3 separate regions of the Anser cygnoides genome follow, and all the other regions are linked to region 3. The links are chromatin contacts, called in public Hi-C maps. All regions are on one chromosome and are shown on one strand. Each heading gives the region's core, a stretch centred on a gene start, on an enhancer-like site or on the middle of the called end of the contact. The rest is flanking DNA. Distances are from core to core; before and after follow the strand shown.

Evidence for each region. Hi-C and Micro-C count contacts between places; a contact is called where the count stands out from the background.
Region 1: a Hi-C map of liver shows a contact between it and region 3, with 2.2 times the contacts expected there. The contact joins two enhancer-like sites. A contact is called at or near these places in 2 of 7 Hi-C or Micro-C datasets (both in liver).
Region 2: a Hi-C map of liver shows a contact between it and region 3, with 1.7 times the contacts expected there. The contact joins two enhancer-like sites. A contact is called at or near these places in 5 of 7 Hi-C or Micro-C datasets (fetal liver, granulosa cells and liver).

Annotation. Positions count from the first base shown.
Region 1 is chr6:12,972,264-12,974,963 of Taihu_goose_T2T_genome, forward strand. No RefSeq gene overlaps it. Among named protein-coding and RNA genes, the nearest start is that of HDAC4, 79 kb to the left of the region's middle. Within about 2 kb of position 1,423, at least 1 of the 3 cell types and tissues checked has open chromatin away from gene starts, as enhancers often do. A contact at or near this core is called in liver, where this site is marked.
Region 2 is chr6:13,029,439-13,032,138 of Taihu_goose_T2T_genome, forward strand. No RefSeq gene overlaps it. Among named protein-coding and RNA genes, the nearest start is that of NDUFA10, 52 kb to the right of the region's middle. Within about 2 kb of position 1,268, at least 2 of the 3 cell types and tissues checked have open chromatin away from gene starts, as enhancers often do. A contact at or near this core is called in fetal liver and liver, where this site is marked.
Region 3 is chr6:12,710,337-12,713,036 of Taihu_goose_T2T_genome, forward strand. It overlaps HDAC4 (histone deacetylase 4), which reads right to left. Exons shown (of 26, transcript XM_066999846.1): 11 at 2,355-2,584. Among named protein-coding and RNA genes, the nearest start is that of TWIST2, 140 kb to the left of the region's middle. Within about 2 kb of position 1,290, at least 2 of the 3 cell types and tissues checked have open chromatin away from gene starts, as enhancers often do. A contact at or near this core is called in fetal liver and liver, where this site is marked.

The DNA.
Region 1 (2,700 bases), core at 173-2,672, 260 kb after region 3:
GTTGGGAGGGCGCAGGCTGGGACAGCTCACCCTGTGCCAGCGCCCATCCTGCACAAAACGCCTGCTTCTGGTGCAGGGACGAGCAGCACATCCCTGGAAATCCGTCATCCTCACATCCCTGCCCGGCCTAATGTCCCTGCCTGGCCTTCTGGTGGCCCTGACCTGCTGGTGGAGGTTCTGCCCCGAGGAGACTGGGGACGTGGGAGCACCCGGACGGCGCTGTCCCCGGCTGCCTTGCAAAACGAGCTCCTTATGCCCAGAGCCAAAGGCTACGAACCCGGCAGGTGACATTCCTGCGTGGAAGAAATAACTCCTAGAGATGTCTTCAAAGAGTTGTTTAATCACAGGGAGCACAATTAAGGAGGTCTAGGAGCAAGAGAAAAGGGATTAGCAGTATCTGGGAAGAGCATTCATCACGGCGAGCAGTTTGCAGGGGCACATCTGCTGCTGACTCCTCTTTTCCAGATGCACCGGTTTTATTGCCGTGTCAGCAGGATGAATGTTTACTCCCTTCTAAAGCCGTCAGGCGACTCAGATGCCGAGATCATGTAGTGCTAAGCATGCTTGTTTTGTAGAAGGGGGGAACGATGCTCAGAGATGAGGGAATTGCCAGAGTGGATGAGACTGGCCTTGCATCTTCTGCTCCTGATGCGAGATGCCATCTGCACCTCCAGAGGAGGCTGCGGGAAAGACCGTGGCCTGAACAGAAGGCGAAAGTCCTAACAACCCTTACAAAACTCCTGGGTTTTGGTAATTGCATTACCTTAAATGAACAACTGGAGCTCAGTTTAGCACTGATTGCAGCATCCAACCATTGGTTGGACTTTCCAAGAAGATGACACCATTTTGAGGTTGTCAGTGCCAGAGCAGGCATGAAGGAGAGCTGGAGTCACTGCATGCCGAGGAGGTGCAGGTGGCAGCGGCGAGGGAGGGAGGCACACGTGGGCAGCAGTGGGGCTACACCTGCCTGGGGGTCACAGCTGCTGTTTGAGCGGCGAGCTGTTTTCATCCACTGCTGTCCTGGGACACGTGGAGGATGCCTCGCGAGGCCGAACCTGCTGGATTCCATCTTGACTCTGGCCAGGCTTTGCCAGAGGAGCTGCTCTGCTGGTCACTGGGAGCAGATGGCCTTGTTAAAACAGAGCAAACGCTGCCAAGACCTGCTGCTTTTATGAGCTGCCAGGGTGCGCGCTGGCTGGGAGGTGGCACACATCCATCTCCTCCCCATGCCTACCATGGCTGGCTGCCTGCCCCAGCTGCCCCCGCAGCCGTGCCCGACCTGACGGTGCCTTGTGGTGTGGCAAGGTGAGGGGAAACAGCCCTGCATCCCCACCGTGTCCTTGCTTTCCTCCTGCCTGCACGCCTCCTCTTTCCCCCACCTCCACCTCCCCCTGCTACTGTCTCAATGCTTGCAGCTGAGAGCACGCCAGGGTGCTGACATGACCACGGCTGGCAGGAGAAGGCTGCTATTGATTATTGCTTCATATATTTGCAGATAAAGTTGCAGTTTCTGTCTTAAATTAGCATGGTGAGATCAGAGTCTGCAGCAATACCGTACAGCCTGTGCCCGCCAGCTAATGGGAGCGTGTCAAAAGCTCTCAGTGTGTTTCACCTCACCTTGCCTTCCTTGTCCCACTTTTTCCAGCGTGGCAGTATGGGGAGGTGGCTCTGGGCTGTCCGTGTGCCCTGTGACCATGCTTCATGTTGGTCCCAACAACCACACTGCAGAGAGGTCCAGCTAAACACACTCCATGGACATCCCACCAGCCACGCTGCATGGAGGTCCTGCCAACCTCACTGCATGGAGATCCCACCAGCCAGCTGTAGATGGGGCACAGCATGGTCCCCAGGCCAGCATCAGGCTCCATGGTGTGCCCAGGACACGAGGGGGGTGACAACAAACCAACCTCAGCACAGGGAATGCTGGCTTCAGCCCCTGCCCCTCTCCAGGGCTGTCACCACGGACCCACTGCCAAACACCACCAATTGCAGGCTGACTCCGGGCTTGGGGCGTGGAAACGTTCTTTGGCAGCAAAGCCAGATGGAGACATTCTGCTTCCACTGGATGGGATCCCACAATGGGTGGGATCTGGATTAAAAACTAATAATAAGCTGCTCCTTGCCAGGTTTTGGTATCTGGCCTATTCCAGTGTTTCATTCTGCATGTGCATTTTAGGGAGCAGGGTGGGGGGACAACACAACAACAGAGGCAGTGAACTTCAGCATTAGGGCAAGTACAAAATGCTGGGACGTGGGGCAGGAGGGGAATTTCTTCCTCCCACTTTGCCCCCAGAGAAACCACGCTCATAATTGCATCCTCCGACCTCTCATTTAATCCGACCCCACATTTAATTCTTTTTAAAGTCTCTGGAAGACACACATGATGAATGTGTACTATTTTCCTGGGCAAATGAAATGATATAGTTTCCCCCAAGGAAATTATTTCTATTCCACACCTTTTCCTTAATCCCACACAATTTGAGAGGCATCTGATTTATGGATTTTAGAGGTTCTCTTTCCCCCCACTGCTGCCAGTAACAAAACGGATTGTGTGTTACTTTGCGTTGGGTGGGGATGAGCCGTCTCTGCTGGTGCAGGGCTCAGAGCACACCACAAGGCAGTGTGTTCGTTGAGCACACCCCACGGACGTGGTGCAGGATGAGGAGGGAGTCAAACCACTGCCTCTGTGTGCACGGGCTT
Region 2 (2,700 bases), core at 18-2,517, 320 kb after region 3:
GGGTCTTCTGACTGCGTTTGTTTGGCCAGCGCGGGGCCCCTGCAGCACCCCTGGATGCTGGGCTCCATCCACTCGTGCCTGGTCCAAACGCATCTGTCTTGCATCCCACCGGCAACCAGGGCTTCGCACAAGTGCTTCCCATCTTCATTTGTTTTTATGATCTCATGAATTTATCAAAGACAATTAAGCCGCCCCCAGTTGAGGCATCGCAGACGAGCTGCTGGAGTCCTCCTGCTCTCCCAGAGCAGCTTCTCCAGGACGGGGAGGGTTCTCCTGCACAGGGCTTGGCACCACCAGCCCAGGCAGACCTTCTGCCTGCAAACCCAGCAGCAGCTCAGCCACGAGCTATCGGGTCTGTGCCACGCGCTGCACGGTGCGAGGGGCAGGAGGTGCCCACCGCAGGACCACCCGTCCCGCAGGGGACATGTGGCACGGGGCATGTCCCCTCCGGCCGCAGCAGGTCGAGCGGCGAGGCTTTCCCAGCCACCATCTGAACATCTCGGGGGCACCCTGGGATGCATCCGAGTGGAGAAGGCACCGGTGGGGGGACTGCAGGCTCTCCTGGGGTGCCGCGGTGGTTTCCCCACGCCCGGGGCTCTCCCTTTCAGGGTTAATTACAGTCAGGGTGAACAACCTCTGTCTTTGTTTGCAGGGGAGGCTGGGCACCGCAGCGGGCGCACCCGAACGGGGCTGGTTGGGGCCACGCTATCTCGTCTGAAACCACACACGGAGCTCCCGCCGCAGACAGGAGCAGCCTCCCTGCTCCGCCTGGGCTGCTCCCTCCCAGGCTACAAAGGGGCTGCTAACGCAGTTCAAAGTTCTCCCCGGTACAAAAAACGGTCTTTGAGCGTAATTTGCTTCAACTCGAAAGCAGCTGAAGCTAATTACACGGCAACGAAATATCACGCTTTAATATTACTTAGCTCCCCTTGGCCGGGCTGCGGCGAAACGCTGCTGTGTTTGCGATCCAGACCTGAGCGCTTTCTGATCGCCAGATAACGCCCAGCTGGACTCGGGGGCGGCGGGGCAATGGGGTGCTCGACCCACACAGCCTGGGAGAAGGGGAGGCAGAGCAGGTGCTGCAGCCCCAGGGGCGGTGGCCGGGCTGCTTGGAGCACCGGTGTCCCTCCTGCTTTCCCTGGGGAGGACCCCCTGCAGCCCCCAGCCCACGCTCTGGTCTCAGCCCGTCTCAGACCCCGGCATTCCCGTGCCACCACCGCACGGGCGCTCCCAGAGGTGATGCTGCTCGGTGTGGCCCCGGAGTAACGCTGCTGGCTGGCCCGGGAAGTCCCCCGCTTGCAAGAGCAGCCCTGCACCCCACGCAAGGGACAGGGCTGACCCAAAGGCCACCACGGGGCGCCTCAAAGCCGGGAGGATGGGAAATCCCAGGCTTGCTCACGGCGTGGGCAGCAGAAGCCGAGTTCTCAGCACAGCAGAAGTGTGCTCAGAGCCCCCTGCAGCCTGCAGCCCCCGGGCCCGGGCCCGTGCTGGCTGCCTCCATCCCCAGGCGCCGCGCGGAGCAGCAGGCTGCATTGCCACCTAATGGGGTGTGCTGGGAAAGCCCCGTGCATCCGACGGGAAACCAGCACCATGGGTACACCGGAGGCTTTGCACGAGGTGGAGGTGCTCACCCAGTTGCGCTGCGCCGGCCGAGACCTTTGTTTAGTAGTCACTGGTCAGGACGTCCCCTGCACATAAAACGGTGCAGGAGGCACAAAGCAAAGAGGACAGGGAGGAGGTGAACGGGTTGTTGTGTGCTCAGAGCTGTGCCAGGACACACCGGCGTGAGGTGACCCCTTGCGACCCAGCGGTATCGCAACCCAGATCTGAACAGGCAGGAAAAAGCTTTATTGGGTATCAAAGTCATTTTCCCCTCGCTGCCTCCATGGCTCGTAAACGCTCCTGCCAGCAGAGCATGTTTAACATTAAGCTCTTTGAGGGAGCGGATGCGGTGTCCAGCTACACGAGCCTCCTTGCCAAAGTGCTGCGTGCACGCAGGCACCACGGGGAAGCCACCCCGCAGGGACCTGGCGTGGGTGCAACGAGCGCAGCCGGGCGGGGATGGTGCGGCTGTGCCAGCCGGGCAGAGCTGGAAGGTTTTGCAGGAGGAGCCCCAGCCCCACCAGCCTGCGTGGCACGGGGCTCTCCACGGGGCTGGCAGCAGGATTTGTGGCTGCCCGCAGGATTCGGGAGCTACCTCTCTCCAAGATGCATACTGGTACGTTGGTTTTTTTTTTTGGTGGTCCTTGGGGGACCCAGGAGTCGGATTCTGTGATCCTCGTGGGTGCCTTCCCACTCGGATACTGTGTGGTTCTGTGACTTGCAGCAGCACCGCTGGGGCTGGCAGGATGGACCTGGCCTCCTGGGGAGCGTTGCACAACGCAGCGGGCTGAGCGCATCGGGGCCGGAGCGAAGAGGAAGCCGTGTCACGCTTTGGCCACGGTCCTACCACACGCAACACAGGCCCCAAGTCCAAACGGCGGCTAACGTGGGCTCCATCTGCACACCTCACTCCCACCCCGTCCTACCACGGGTAAGGCAGACGGCCTCAGCCGACACCCCAAAAAATGCCCTAACAGGTGTTGATAATCTGCAGAGATCTCTTCTCTCCTGGTTCCCTGCAATGACCCCAGCAGCAGGCAGCTCCTTCTGAACAGAAGATGAAAAACATGTCTACATATCGGCGTTAATCCTCAAAGG
Region 3 (2,700 bases), core at 40-2,539:
CCTAGATGATTCTTATTATTATTAACTGGGAGAAAAACAACATATTTTCCTTAGCTGCCTTCTTGGAAACAACAAGACTTGTTTTGGCTGCAATCTCCTCAAAATTTTAATCTGATGTAGACACCTAACAGGAAAGTTTAAGGCCAAAATCTTAAACTCAGGAAAAATCACAAGCAATTGAAAACAGTCTCCTACTATTTACAGGAAATAATACAACACAACCTTAACAGACAGTGCTGTCGGTTCTGCTAATAATTAAAAGGCAGCAATCTATTACATTATTTTTAGTTGTGCCCTCACTGTCTTACACACAAGGGTCTTAAAATATCCGTGTGTCTGGGAAAAGTCTTCTTCCATGTCAGCACTTGGATGCTATCCCATGGGATAAATTTGCCACACACATACAGAGCTAGTACCGAAGCGCTTTTAACTCATTGCTTATATAAATCAAACACATGGAAATTGCCCCTGTGCATTTGGTTTAATTGCGCTCCCCCCGCCCGCCTCTCCCGTGGATGTGATACATCGCAGTGCTAACAAAGCTGAAATTCAGCCTCCTCGAATCGCACACGCTCTGCAGCTTCTGGGAGGTCTCAGTGAAAGCCTGAATGAGTTCGGTAGGACGTCACTGTGAAGTCTTTGGACGCTTGCAAGTGCTGGCAATGGAAATCCTTAAAAACTAAAACAAACAGACCGCTGAACTGAAATTTATTTCCTAACAAAGAAACCCTACCTAGCGCCCCGAGTCTGACGATCCTAGTTTTAACGCTCGCTACACAAAGTGTGTTTGGAGGGAGGTAAGAGAAACGTCCATGGAAACAGCAGCTCCGCCGCCCCGGTGTGCGGGGCTGAATGAGGTCCAGGGCTGGCACGCGCGGTGCACAGTGGCCACGATCCAGAAGTACAAGATTGACGTCAGCAACTTGTGTAATCATCCTGCCTTCGCTCTAGTCCGTAAACAAAGTTTTGGGGGGGTGGGGGTGTCTTTCTTTAAAGCTGTCTCTTTCTCCTTACTGGAAAGTTGTTTTATTTATTATTATTATTTTTCATCCGGCTCTCAGCAGTTATATTTTCTCATATGACTGGAAAAGTGAAAATATTTGGAGAAACCTCTGCCATAAATCAAACTGCAGCAATCTGAAAGGCATGCCTGCTATCTTACTTGTCCACCAGAACCTGAAGCCTACTACTGGACTTGTTTCTTAAAGAAAGCCACAACTGGAAATAAAACAGTACAAACCAAAGAGCCAGAAAAATATCGCACTGATTATGATTTATTTCACCTTTCCCTCACAGCCCTTTTACGTTCCAAGTCCATTAACAGACTTTGCCTTCTGAAATCCTGGGACAAAACCTCATCTGGGGTCAAATGCAATAGCTCCATCCATGCCGCTTGTGATCTGATCTCTTGCCCTTAAAGGGTGAGTTTTACCTTCTGATGGGCTAGAACATCAGGAGAGTTTTATCTTGTTTAATGCATGCTCAAGCAATCACCTCCAAGCAGCTCTGTTTCAGCTTCAGCAATAATATTGGGATGCCCAAGCAGATCATTTTGGCTGCCCAGCAATTGCAAAACCTGCGTGCTGATGAACAGTGTTCTCCAATGTTCACCTAAGTTCTCCAAGTGATTTACAGAAAACGAGTTAATAAACATAGCACTTTCTTTCTTCAAAGCAATTCTTGAATCATATCTAATTAATCTTCAAAACAACCTCTGCAGGATGCACAGCAATACTGTCCTCATTTTTAGGAGAAGAAATGGATTGAAACCTGTAATGCTTTACACAGAGCCACAGTTCAAAGAATCTGGACTGGAGATGGGAACAGCTTTTCTCTTTCCGAAGGTAATTTCAATGAAAAATGCCTCAGTATATGTGAATATCTTCACTTTCAGTTATTTTCTAGCGTTATGCCTGAAATCCCTCACCTTTTCTCTCTCAAATTCGTATTACTGATTCTTCTCCCGTTCAAAGTGAACATATACACATTAGGTATTTTCCCCATACTCCCTGACAGCATTTTATGCTCTCTGCTGCAAAACTGACACAGATCCAGATGTGGACGAATGGAAGCAATGACAACTTTTAAAAGCATTACTGGAAAGTCAGAAGTTTGAATTGTTCTGCCTTTCCAATACCTGCAACAGAGGTATTGATCCTTGCCGTGGTGATGCACGTACCCCATCCTTGCTGACATATTTCTCAAAATCATGAAAAAAAGGCTCAAGGATGAAGGCCAATCAGTTATGGAGTTACAGACCACATACATTACAGCACAAAAAACTATGAAATGGTGTTGGCTAAAAATGGTGTTGCCGTAATGAGGAAGAAGGACTTTAAAAGCATTGTGCCTACCTTGTTGATGTGCAGTTGCTGCTGCTGGAACTGCTGTTTGTGTTTCTCCAAGAACTGCTGGTGCTGCTGCTGGATCACTAACTGCTGGAGGGCCTGGGCGTTCTGGGGAAGGGGAGCAGACTGCGTGCGCCCCAGCGGGCGATGCTGCCGGAGTTTGTGTATTGAAGGGGAGACCCGTTCTCCACTAACCAGAGACTGTGCATGGAGGGGCAGTCCTGAAAGATACCAGTCTGAAGATAATATGGAGGAAAAAACAGCAGAGAAGAAAAAAAGGAAGAAGAAAGGAAGGGAGAAAACGACTGTTGAGTAACACTGATGGTGACAATGATATATAACGCTAAAACCA